2 separate regions of the Mus musculus genome follow, and region 1 is linked to region 2. A link is a contact called in public Hi-C data. All regions are on one chromosome and are shown on one strand. The core of a region is the stretch at or near the end of the contact, and the rest is flanking DNA. Distances in the headings are between cores, read along the strand shown.

What was found. A called contact is a pair of places that touch in the nucleus more often than the background predicts.
Region 1: a contact with region 2 is called in a Hi-C map of cortical neurons, with 5 times the contacts expected there. The contact joins the promoter of Krt6a here to the enhancer-like site in region 2. A contact is called at or near these places in 16 of 39 promoter capture datasets (3T3-L1-derived adipocytes, the C10 cell line, the HPC-7 cell line and 9 more), 2 of 15 datasets of contacts at CTCF or cohesin (CD8 T cells and stem cell-derived epiblast-like cells), 29 of 484 Hi-C or Micro-C datasets (LSK cells, Sertoli cells, adipose-derived mesenchymal stem cells and 15 more), 1 of 115 datasets of contacts at active chromatin or transcription factors (embryonic stem cells) and 2 of 9 other capture datasets (embryonic stem cells and liver).

The regions. Positions count from the first base shown.
Region 1 is chr15:101,692,613-101,699,234 of GRCm38.p6, forward strand. Krt6a (keratin 6A) reads right to left here and starts at 1,693. Exons shown (of 9, transcript NM_008476.3): 1 at 1,130-1,693; 2 at 351-565; 3 at 122-182. The coding sequence starts at 1,636.
Region 2 is chr15:101,337,685-101,344,081 of GRCm38.p6, forward strand. No RefSeq gene overlaps it. Among named protein-coding and RNA genes, the nearest start is that of Gm35853, 18 kb to the right of the region's middle. Within about 2 kb of position 2,052, at least 46 of the 459 cell types and tissues checked have an H3K27ac peak or open chromatin away from gene starts, as enhancers often do. A contact at or near this core is called in cortical neurons, epidermal suprabasal cells and uterus, where this site is marked.

The DNA of each region.
Region 1 (6,622 bases), core at 443-2,942, 350 kb after region 2:
TCTCTTCCCCAGACCGTTCACTTCTTTCCCTGTAACCACCATTTCTCTGGAATGACGCAGATATACAAGGCCTTTTATGTCATTCCGCAGAGAAACCCATCCTTGTGGTTAGTCAACTCACCTTCTTCAGGGTCACGAATTCATTCTCTGCTGCTGTGCGCTTGTTGATTTCATCTTCATATCTACAAGAGGAAAGGTGCACTATATTGGAGCCACGGGGTGGATGGTATCAATGGCAGCCTCTGTCCCAGATGTGACCAAGCTTTCTTACATCATGGAGCCCTTGTTTAGATTTGGGCTTCCATTTTTATAAAGTCCGGAGACTGGATTCTCCCTTCTTTGTAACTCACTTGCTCTTGTAGTCCTCCACTGTGTCCTGCATGTTCCTCAGCTCTGAGTCCAGGCGACCCCTCTCTCCAATGATGCTGTCCAGCTGTCTGCGGAGGTTGCTGATGTACTGCTCAAACATAGGCTCCAGGTTCTGCCTCACGGTCTTGGTGCCCTGCTCTTGCAGCAGGGCCCACTTGGTGTCCAGGACCTTGTTCTGCTGCTCCAGGAACCGCACCTGGTGGGGGCGGGGGGGGGGCAAGTATGAGGGGGAGAAGTTTGGGTTTCATCCTTCTATGAACACTTCACTAGTGTGTGTACCCTCTCAGGCTGTCTGACTAAACTCATTCAGTGTAGTTAGACCCTGACCCTGGGTCTGAGGGAAACAGTCCAGACTGAAGCACCCAATGCCACCTCTCTAAGGAGGGCAGAGAACTCATGTAGGGCACTGGCAGGTTAGCCATGGCTTGATGAAGTGTGCTGCAGCTTAGTGAGGCTGGCATGCCTCCCAACTGCACTATACATAGTTATAATCTTCCATTTCCCTACAAGCCTGTTTTGTGAGTCTTTAAGTCATCTCAGTCCACTGGGACCAGACACCCTTATAGGGCAACCTCTGGAGGAGAGGAACGCTGACCCTGATTTCCAGATGCCAGTCTAACTGAAGAGGAACACAAACCAGGACAGAGCATCAACTAGCAACACAGGCAGTATCAGAGCTGAGACTGAAGCCTCTTCCCTCCACCTCTGTTCAGCATTCCCTGTAGACACACAGGCTGCTCTAGGGAGGACCATGTCTCACCTTGTCGATGAAGGAGGCAAACTTGTTGTTGAGGGTCTTGATCTGCTCCCTCTCCTCAGTCCTGACCCGCTGGATGGTGGGGTCAATTTGCAGGTTCAGGGGTGTGAGGAGGCTCTGGTTGATGGTGACCTCTTGGATGCCTCCAGGTGGGCACACCGGGAAGCCAGCTCCCCCATAGCCACCACCAAAGCCAGCTCCACCACCGAAGCCAAAGCCACTACCAGCTCCACCTCCAATGCCGAAGCTTCCTCCAAATCGGCTGCCATAGCCTCCTCCAATGCCACAGCTGCCCCCTCCGATGGAGATCCTCTTGGAGCTCCCCACACCATAGAGGCTCCTGCTGCCAAAGCCAGCTCCTCCACACATTGCACTGGAGCCACCGCTGCCCCGGGAGCGGCACACGGACACACTGCTGAAGCCAGAGCGGTTGAGCCCAGGCACTCTGGCTGAGCTGGCACTGTAGCCACGGTGGCTGGTTTGACTTTTGATGGTGGTTTTGGTAGACATGGTTCCTGGAGATGAGAAGGCTGGGAAGTAGAGAAACGGCAGGGCAGAGCTGAAGAGATGAGTGTGTTGAGCTCTGGGCAGCCGCTTATATATGGTACAGATGGGCTGGGTTGGGTCCTGATGGTGAGCTTGCAGAGTGGGTAGGGCAGGGCTTTACAAATAATGAGATCACCCCCAAGTTCTAGAAAGGTATGATACATGAAGATTGCTTTTGGATTCCTTTAGTCACGGAGCAAATTCTCCTGCCTTCCAGCCTTGACTTGATCTGAACACAATGAGCCAGGACGTAAATTCTCTTAAGTCATGAGTTAGTCATCTTCTCAAACAAAAGAGACAAGGAGCTGATCTGTGATAATTGTCCCTTCCTTCTGCCCATGTAGACACTCCCTGTGTGCCCCCTCACCACACAGGTTTTCCCTTCCACCTGCTCCTCCCTCCCCAGCCACTAAGTCTCTCCCTGAAGCCATACATGCATTTGCCTAACATCCCATTCTGGAAATTGCCTGCTGCATGGAACTAATTGTCTAGCGCTCAGCTGCCCTTCCAGATGGTTTGAGATGGCCAGGAGGGGCTCGATGCCTATATAACCCTCCCCTCTAAGGTCAGAGGAGAGCAGTTGATTTTTTTCCACTGTAAGACTAACATTGTCTGTGTCTGAAGTGTTCAGCTTCACTTGACTCTTCCCTGAGGACAGAGGCAGACAGCACCTGACCTCCGCAGGTGCTCTGCCCCAGCCGGCGCCTCCCTCCTCGCTGTTTGCTTTCCCATCAGTCTGATTCTTGAGTAAAGTAGTCATTCCACATTCTCATTCACAGACACTGTCCTCTGTTACAATGTTTCCTTATGCCATCCTTATTCCACAGTTACATTCATAGGCACCCTCCTCTGGTGCGTTAAGATGTTTCCTTGGCACTTAAACCTTAGAACCCCAAATAATCAGGACCACAGGTTCCCAGGCTTTTTTGTAACTATTTTTTTAACCATCGATTTGGACACTTCTTAGGGATCAGGAATCTGAAAATGTTAGTAGGATGTGCAGAGAAAGTCGAGGGGCCTGGAGGCCAGCAATGAATCACTGAGATGTGCCCTTACAGGTGTGGTGATTTCATAAGTCAGATAGCAATTTATTTTTCTAGTCTCGCTTCTTGAAAAGCCAAATTTCAAAGGAAAGCTTGCTTTCCAGGGGAGTGAGATTCACTTTTTCCAGTCTACATGTTAGGAACCATGCGTGAAGGAAACAGAACAATTCTAGGCGTGTTGTTCCCTGAGAAGATGTAGCTGGAGACGCTGCTGTGGGAGGAAAGGCTAACTCCCACACTGAGCAGTACCTGTGTAAGGTCCTGTTTTGAATTCAATTGCAGTTCTCAGACACACTGGGATCCAGCATCCAGGAAGGTAGGAAGCTCCCTACCCCTCAAAGGTGCTAACTCAGCGTCTGACAGGAGAGAGATACCTTCCTCAGACAACGGAAACAGCTGCCCTCCCTCCACCCTGTTGCACAATTCTTCACCAAGAATGTGCTTCCACCCAGTTCTGGGAAACAAGTGCCCTCGTGGTTTGGAGCTCCGATTCTCTACTCTCCCGAGTTAGGGGCCCTGGGTGTGGCAGGGCTGCAAGGTGAGGAAGCCAGTTGATGAAGCACGTGGCATCCCCCTTTCCTAGTGTGTGGCTATTTCAGTGTCTCTAACTGCTCCACACCATGGCAACCAAGACTAATATGCAAAGCCAAGAGAATTCCCTATACATTTTCCTTCAAGGAAATCCTTTGCCAACCCTGGTACAGAGCTTGAGCCCCGGGGTCAGACAGAGCAGGTTCTCCTGTGCTCATATGCAAACTGCTGGACCAACCATTTGTGCTTACTCTTACGTCCATACACAAGATGGGAAATTGGACAGTGTTGTGAAGCTGAGATGAGAAAGTTCCTTCCCATGAGGGTCTTGGAATGGTATCTGACACAGACGTTCTCAGTGAGGATAAGCTATTATCACCATTAAAAGGGAGCTTGAAGAAGTCTGATTTGTAGAAATCCACGAGAAGTTTCAGGAACTAGAACACAGGTACAGCATATATGTGTGTGGGGGTGGGGTTGGGGGTGGGGCTTGGAGGACAGTGGGAGAAACAAAGTCATTATTGCAAGTTTGTCCCATATTTAGCGAGAACCTGGATGTCCCTGCACTCACCATCGATGCAGCTGACAGGTCACCCACCCTACTGCCTGCAGAAGCTGTGTTGTGTGGTCAGAGAACTTGGGTGTGGCACAGCCCCAATAGGCTACAGTCCCTCCTTTGGAGCCAAGATACCTGCTTATCCTCTGCTGGGTCTCTGTCTCTTCGGGTGTGGGGGGACACGCTGCCACTAACCTGGCAACGACATCACTTTGTATTTTTTATGGTGGTACCCTCAAATAACTTGTGTCCTTTAGTTGCATCAGGAACCTTACTTTTAGTCCCTGAGCCTGTCGAAGTTTGGTTTAACTCCAGCCTTATATCTGACCACAGGCTTGGCATATACTCCAAATAGCACTGGAAGTATAAAGTGTCGTTTGATTTCCAGACACAGTCTTTCCTGTTGGTCGATGGATAAGGCATATTCTAATGTAAAATCCCATTGGTGGGGCAAGTGTTTGAGTGGTTCCCTTAAACTGGCTGTATGATGTCTCTAGTGGTAAGCTAATTAGAATAAGGTAATTTGTTTAAAACATTTAAGTCAAATCTCCTTGGTCAACTGGTAGGGAGCTCTCTGAGAACCAGTTCCAGTGACCTTATCTGAGAGGCTCTTGGGCAATGGTGAGGGCTTTAAGACTGAGAGGAGGCTCCAGGAGGAGACACATGCATGAGTGCGTGCATACTTACACATGTGTGCACACACCAGGAGCTCCGTTTCTGATTATTCTCAGCCCCACAAGCCTTCAAGGATAAGCTCACACTTGGCTCTTTTGCCCTTCATGCTCTCATTGTCTGACAGGACTGGGCTGTTTCTCTCTCTTCCTAGACTCCAGTCTTAACCCCTTCCTTAAGCAAACAAAGAACAAAAAACCAGGTGCTCACTATGTAGCCTTGGCTGATCTAAAGCTATGTAGACCAGGCTGGCCTAGATCTCTCCATGTAGACCAGGCTAGCCTTGGACTCACAATGCTGGTCTTAAAGGCCTGTGCCAACACACCTGATTTCACCCCCTCCCTGCTTTATTAGCCACGGGGCTTCTAAGCAATAGGGACTCCTGAATGGATAAAGACTTGCCTGAGCTCTCCCTGGTGGCCCTGAGTCATGCCCCACAGTGTCACCCCAAGCAGTTCTGTTTCCCAGAGGAGCCAGGTGAGGACCTTTCCTAATAAGATGAGAACAAAGGGTGATAGTTCAGGCAAATATGTGGGGGAGAAGCATTGGCATGAGTAACTCAGCGGCAGATGCCTCCTCCCTGGCAAGCTGCTGAAGCCAGCCTCTTTTCTGTGCTGAAAGAGAGTCCAGCCCGCAGCTGCCTCTGGTGGCCATGGAATGTAGAATGCCCTGTTCTTGGCCAGAGGGTAGCCTGCACTGCTCACTTTGTTCCCAGCACGAAGGTGGGTACAAGGGAGGTGTTGGAGCCTAGGCTCAGGGAAAGTCGCCTCAAGATGATTTGCCTTGTCTTTCAGCCTCCCTGGGTGGAGCCCGTTGACGATCATGGAAAGCTTAAGAGTAAGCACATAATCCCACAAACCACAGGGCAGATGATGCTGTTCCCAGGGAATCCCACAGCCGATCCTTCAGGAGTATCCAAGAGAAAGACACACACATGCAGCTGCAGGCACATGTGAGAACAGAGCCAGCAGTCCCAGGGGTGGGATGAGCAGTCCCAGGGGTGGGATGATGTTACACACCAAGTGTATCAGGAAGTCACAACACCTGATACACACTAAACTTCAGTCTCCTTGTAGAAAAAATCACACACACATACACACCACTCACATACACACAGAGACACACAGAGAGACACACAGAGAGAGACAAACACAGAAAGAAAGACAGACACACATGTACACACACAGAGATACAAACAGACACAGAGAGACAGACACACAGAGAGAGATGGACAGAAAGACACACACACACACACAAAGAGATATATACAAGGAGAGAGAGAGACGCATACACACATCACTCACATACACACAGAGACATAGAGAGAGAGACAGACACAGAGAGATACAGACACAGAGAGAAAGACAGACACACAGAGAGAGACAATCACAGAGAGAGAGACAGACACACGTACACAGAGACAGACAGACACACACAGAGATGGACAGAAAGACACACACACACAAAGAGAGACATACAAGGAGACAGACAGACAGACACACACACACACACTTTTTTGCAGAAAAAAACAATCCAGGTTACAGATCAAAAAGCCTGAGAAGTTCTGACTACAACTAAAGAAGTCTCTGGCAACTGTTTTCTAGCGGGATGAGGCTTTGCATCAGGTCAACTGAGGAGTCGAGAAATCACAGCAAAGACATTTTCTACAGTGCTTCAAGAGACATTTGGTTTCGAGCACCAAGCTACCTCTGAACTGTGACCCCTTGTCCCCAGATGTTACCCACTGGGATTTTTTTCTTTTGAGGCTGAGATGTGTCCTGAATCCTTTCTTTACAAAGAAGAGAAATATTGTGACTTCTGTTTGCACCACCCAAAGTAGCATGTGACAAGAGGGGTCCAGGATGTACTGAGGACACCTGTTTGCCTGCAGGACTGACAACTGCCCTGTGCCATGAGGGGCACACATTCCTGTACAGTCATAGAACTGTCTCTGATCATTCTCTTATTGATTGATTTGGGCATCTGTTTGTAGAGAACCTTGTTACAGGAGAAACATTTTGAAAGTGTTCTGGTTCTGTTTTTTTTTTTTTTTTTATCCACTTTGTCCCTATGATATAGTAATTGCTTAGAGCATTAAGAAGTGCAGACTTGGGCTTGGAATTGAGAACATATTTGAAAGGTAGAGAT
Region 2 (6,397 bases), core at 802-3,301:
TAACAAAGCTCAGAGGGAGAGGTCTACCTTTGTCTGCTAATGGGGTTTGGTCAGCCTGCTTCTACTGCTTCTAAGCTGTGTGGCTTAGGCCCTTTCTCTGCCTGGCCTTCAGATTCTCTCTTAAGATGAGCAGGCAGGGTACACTCATGGTTCTGGGATGTCACCCCTCGAAGGAGGGCTGTGCCCTAGAGTTAAGGTGAGGTTGCCCAGTTAAGGTGAGGTGGCCTTGCTCATTTATAGAGGGAGATGGACCAATGAGGGTAGTACTGGCTATCTTGTGGTCCGTTTACTTCAGAGGACAGATGAAGAGGTGCTGGGCATGCCATCATGCCTGTCAGAGCATTAGGGGAGGGTCTCCGACAAGTCATTTGGGACCTGGTGTGTTGGGAGTGTTGTGACTGATATAAAGCCTCCAGGGGGTGGCCTTGAAGCCCCATAGACCTTGTGACTGGCTTGATGGCTCTGTGGCTCTGTGTCAGCACATGAACCATGGTCCTTTTCCTCTTGACACAGGACAAAGAACTCCTTTCCTCTGCCATAGGCCATAGGGTATTGGGAGGATATGTGCTTGGACCCCAGAGCTTTGCTTCAACAGAGCTATGGTCTTAGCATATGCAGCTTGTGCAAACAGGGAGGGGGTGAGCAGGCCGTAGAGTCCTCAGGAGAACCCTATGCTCCCCAAGTCTCACACCAAGGCCACAATGTATCCTAGGCTCCCCAAGTCTCACGCCAAGGCCACAATGTATCAAAGTAAAGCCTTTTGTGGCCTAGGGATTAAATGATCCCTAAGCTGTCTAGTTTGCACTCCTTGTCTGTGACCAAGAGGAAGTGGAGGCAGCAGGAATGCTAGAATCCAGCCAGGTCCTGTCCCAACAGGCACCAGAGGGTTGGGCTTCATGGGCTCTAAGCACAGCGGTAGCTAAGCAGCCTCAATAAACAGTGGAAACACACAAGTGCCCCCAGTGTGTGCGTGCTCCTGGTCACGTGTATACCTAGGTTGAGGCCACAGTGTTTCAAATCATAGATAGGGACCATTCTTGTCCCTTTCCAATCCTGTCACAAACAGGCCTGGGATGTGTTCTGTCAGTCACAGAACATTTGTGCTGTACCTGGCCAACCACACACATTATCCTCTTCAGTCCCTATAGCCCTGGATGCAGGTAACCTTAGTACCCATTTTCAAAGATGGGGAAACTGAGACTCTGAAAGTTGTACAAGCCCAAGGGCAAGGGCAAGGGCAAAATCAGGCTTCAAATTTAGTTCCGTCTCACTGTGGAATCATTTCAGCACTTTTGGGATGTGTGCATGTGAGCAGTGACCAGGGTATGTGCACACATTTGCAGAGATGGTTGCTATGCTGGTGGCCGGTGTCTGTAGGATGCCTCCATTAAGATGTATACACTTATATGACCCATAAAGCCCAAATGCATATGTTTGTGTATGCGTGTGTATACATGTGTGCAATGCATGTCTATATTCACTAGTGCAAATGTGTGATGTGTGTGTACTGTGCCATGTGGTTCTCTCAACCTCCCTGTCAGCCCATGTGCCTTCTCTCCCTTCTTGGCTCTGGACACAAGTGGAATACCTTAATATGTTTCATGGAAGGACTATCAGGCTGGTGCCACATGGGTTTGTGACAGCCTTGTAGACGGCACAGGAGCCTTCGGGAGTCCACAGCTTGGGCAAGAAATGCCAGATGTGAAGAAGAAAGGGGGTTTCTCAACCTCCAACCAGGGACAGAGATCTGTAATAGACTCCATTAAGGAGCCCTGAACCTGGCCCCTTTATTTCTCTCTTAGGGTTCAACCTCAGAACTTGGGACAATTCTCCTATGACCCTACAGGGGGCCCAGAGTCAGGGCACCTGTGGCTCTCAGCACAGATCTCTGCCAGGCAATCCACCTCTGTACTGGAGGCAGTGGAGGGGAGAAGGGAACCCCAAATGGTGCTAAGCCTCTTCTGTGGCTCACATAAGTAGGGTGTTGTCCCAGTCCCTAAGGTAAGGGCTCACTGTTCAGTGTGCTGGTATAGATGTGACAATGGACAGCAGGGGGCGCTCGGAGCCTGCAGATTGTAGATAGAGCCACAAAGGAAGGCAGGTGAAAGGAGGGTAGGACTGGCTCTGTGCTGTGTGTGTTTGTGTTGTGTGTGTGTGTGTGTGTGTGCTGTGTATGTGTGTGTGAGAGAAAGAGAGAGAAAGACAGAGACAGAGAGAGACACAGAGAGAGAGACAAAGGGACACAGATGTGTGCGTGTGTGCGTGTGTGTGTGTGTGTGTGTGTGTGTATGTGTGTGAGAGAGAAACAGAGAGAGACAGAGAGAAAAAGGGGGAGGGGAGGGAGAGGGGGAGGGGGAAGAGGGAGGAAGAGAGAGACACAGATGTGTGTGCACGTGTGTGTATGTGTTGTGTGTGTGTGTGTGTGTGTGTGTGTGTGAAAGACAGACAGAGAGACAGAGACAGAGAGACAGAGACTGAGTGACTTCTCTGTGTCTTAGCTGTGCTGACCCTAAAGTCTGGGAGTTGGGGTGTTTGTACCTTGGCTCTGTTTGCTTTCCTTTGGGCAGAAATTAAGTGGCTACTGTGACAGCCATCAGACTCAGATATCTTAGCAGACACCCTGAAAGCTTAAAAAAAAAATGGAAGCAAGCCAGCAGAGGAGGGGTGATCTTTTATTTCTGAGCAGAGGCTCTGGCAAGGGACCTGGAGACATCACCCACATTCCTCCTAGGACAGCTGTGTAACCCTTGCCCTTTCCCCTGCAGATCCAGAGTCGGATACCTTGTCAGAATGTCATATAGCCTTTGATATTCAGCCGTGCTTTCTCTAGTCCCATGCCTTCAAGTCCAGAAAGCACCACAGGTTCTCCCTGCTCGAGCCTGCCTCCTTCAGTTCTAGGGTGACTTTCTGGGCTTCCTAATCCCCAGAGAGTGACAGGTGTTCCCCTTTCTCTTTTGTGTCTTAGCCAACCCCCCATTAGCTCTCTGTGGGAAATCCCAAGTGTGGTTTCTCCTTTAAAATGCTTTTTTATCAGCACACATTAATCATACATAACGATGGGTTTCATCACATTTTCACACATGTATTGATTTTGATTATATTTTTCTTCTCAGGTAGCTTCCCTTCCACTTCCAGATCACCTCCCCTTTTATGAGCCAGGGTTTCACTGTGTAGCCTCGGTTGGCCTGGAACTAGCTATCTAGACCAGGCTGGTCTCAACACAAAGATTGCCTCTGCCTCCCTAGTGCTGAGATGGAGGGCATGTGACATCACATCCAGGTTTATGACGGGATCTTGAGGGGCCTAATCCTATGCTGTCTCTGTGCAGGTAGCCAGTCACAGCTGGTGTGAGTTCATAAGCACAGCAGCCACGTCACGCCAGGAAGTCAGCACCTCACCCCAATTCCCCAACTTCCCCAGGCTCTTACGTTCCTTCTACTTCTTCCCCCCCCCCAAGATGTTCCCTGGGCTTCGGAAGGATGTTCCCTGGGGTCTGGATGATACAGACGTCCCATTTATGCATGGGTATCCGATGGTCATTTCTTCTCTCTGTTCTTGACCAGGCATCAATCTTCACAACTATGGCTGATCATTGCAAAAAGAAGCTTCTCTGACTAGAGTGGACAGGAGCAGTATTCTCTGGGCACAGATGTAGTTATTTAGATGGCCATTCTTGGGCACACCATGTCCATTTAGCAAACCAACAGCAATGGTTTCTCTACTAGAGTCTATGACTTCTTTGGCCACAGGCTTCTGACTGAGTTTTCGGTACCAGATGTAAATTCTCTCATGTGGAGTGGGCACCAGGTCCGATCTAGCACGGCCCCTTATTTTGTCTGGATACCAACCAAAGCACAAGAAAGAGATCAGCATGATCCCTTATTTTGTCTAAAGCAAAAGAAAGGGATCCAGGGAACAGGGGCAGTGGAGTTGCAGACAGTTGGGTGGTTTCTTGGAATGGGGTGTCCATGGGGGGTGGTGGTGATGTTACTCTAGACCTGATGCTGAGGAAGCAGATGAGCAGGGGAAGGGTTTCATGTGAGTTATACCACCGCAGCCACTGGGCGCTGTGGCAGCCATTCAGTGGATGGTGTTGGGGAGGAAACAGCGCAGGAAGGAAAGGGGCATCGGTCCTGAGTGACTCTCAGAACTGAGGTCTAAAATTGGAGCCAAGTATATGTAGGTCTGAGGCTGGCATTTAGCACTTCCAAAGACATCCCTAGCTGCTTTCTTTCTGCCTCTTTCCTGGAGGCTCCAGAGATGTGTTGGTTTTGCCTCTGCCAGGAGAGGGCAGTGGTGGCCGCTGTGCTGGTTGTCTGGGCTGGTCAACCTTTTTCTACTGGGGAGCAGCCTGGGTGACTGTGCCAGAAGGAAAGAGGAGGGGCTGGGTCATTTCTCTGGCCCTCACTTTCTCCAAATCTATCTCTGAGAATGAACAGGTAGGTTTAATCACTCCAAAGGACAGGCTACTGAGGCCTGATAGAAAGCCCATCTCATCTCCACTGGGGATTTGGGAAAGCTGGTAAGGGCTTGTGTTGGCTGTTAGCAGCATTATTAAGCAACTATTCTGTGCCAGGCACCATGCTAAATTCTTTTCTCATGCATCATATTAAAAAAAAGATTTATTTTTATTTTATGTATGTGGGTGTCTTGCCTGCACGTATTTCTGTGCATCACGGAAGCCAGAGGGTGTTTCATATTTCCCTAGAAATGGAGTTAAAGATAGCTTGTGAGCCACCTTGTGGGTGGCTCCAACCTGGGTGGGAATCCAACCTGGCTCTTTTGCTAAGATCAGCAGAGAGTGTTCTTAATCGCCACACCATCTCTCCAGCCCCCTTGCCTTGATTTGTAAAAGCTTTACAACAAATTAACAATGTAAGTATAGTTCAGCTCTCGGAGAATGCCCCAACCACTCCCCTGCCCCCATCCAGTGCCAGGACACACTCATCTCAGGTACTATGGGTGCAGCCCCTTTGGGAGGGGTGTGTTGTCCTGGGAACTCAGATAACTGACAGCTCAAGGTGCCAACTGATAGGCTGAAGACACCATACCTGGCACACTGGATGTTTTAAGCTTAAGAAGATTAGATATTGATGCCTGACATTTGGGAAGGGGTTTTGTGAAGGACCCTTTCCTGCTGTATAGCCTGTAACTGGGCACTGCGGTGGCAATGGGTCAAAACAAACAGCTTACCAATCAGCCTCATCTTCCCCTTGCTCCCTGCTCCCATAGGTCTCTGGGGGACTCATAAGCCCCCCAGGATGTCCTCTGTCATTCTGGTGTGTCAGCATGATTCCTAGAATAGCTGAAGGCCCCAACAAACAACCCAGATGGATGATAGGGGGATCTTTAGCTCCACTCCCCCCCAACCCCCGTCCCCCGCCCCTGGGCCTGTGTCAGAGACTTCATCTTCAGTGTCCTTACAACTCTGGAACGTGACTAGCCTGAGGCCCCACAAGGCAACCTTGATAGAGAGAACCTGGCACAACGGGGGCAGAGTAAGGGACATGCATGGATCCTGGCACTGCTCCGGGATCGAGTCCTTGAAGACGAAGACCCGCTTCCGCTTTCTCCGCCTCACTAAACATGCTCCGTGATGGTGCTCTCTGCATTTCTCAGCAGCTATGGCCCCTTGCTATCACCATCTATCTGCTTGCTCCTTCCACCAGAATTTGCCACGTGCCAACAGCATGCTAGACTCCCAGTAGACACCAGGCTGCAGTCTGTGCTCTTGGGCTGTATCCTGGTGAGCATTTAAGAGGCCTCCACATATTACAGAAGCTCATAGTTTTTCTTGTTCATCTCCAGGAACCCTGCTGGGGGCTGGGCAATCTGGGCTGAGCAAGGTCACTCTCTCCATCTTCCCTGTTACCTCTAATGCTCTTTTAACTTGGCTTCCCCTCTTCCGGGAACCCCCAGCGACAGACTTCGCACTGCACTGCAGCCTCCAACTCGATGGGGTGTCAGTCCAGGCATCTCTGGTTTGTCTCTTTCTGTTTCTGTGTGTGTGGGCATCTCCTTCAGCAGGGGTAGGGCTCCCCAAACTTAAGGACATGCTTTGTGTGTGTGTGTTTCCCTTAGATTTGAACTTGCCAGGAGAAGTGGCACGAGGGAAGGCAGTCTCAATAAACCTCAGCCTGCAGGGTCTGCCTGGGTTCTAGATGAGGGCTCAGGCAGACACTTCTTTTGGAGCTTATAGGGGTATCAATTTCCAGGCGTAAAGCATGGGCTCTGAGCTGAGGACTCAACTTGTGGTGCCTGTCCAGCTCCACCCACCTTTTATGACTTAGTCCACCCTTCCACTCGCACGACTATACCCTTATATGTATAGGTACTGTTTTTTTGCTCCAGGGCTTAAGAGTCTCAACATGCAGTTGAGACTGCTGGTCTTCCTATG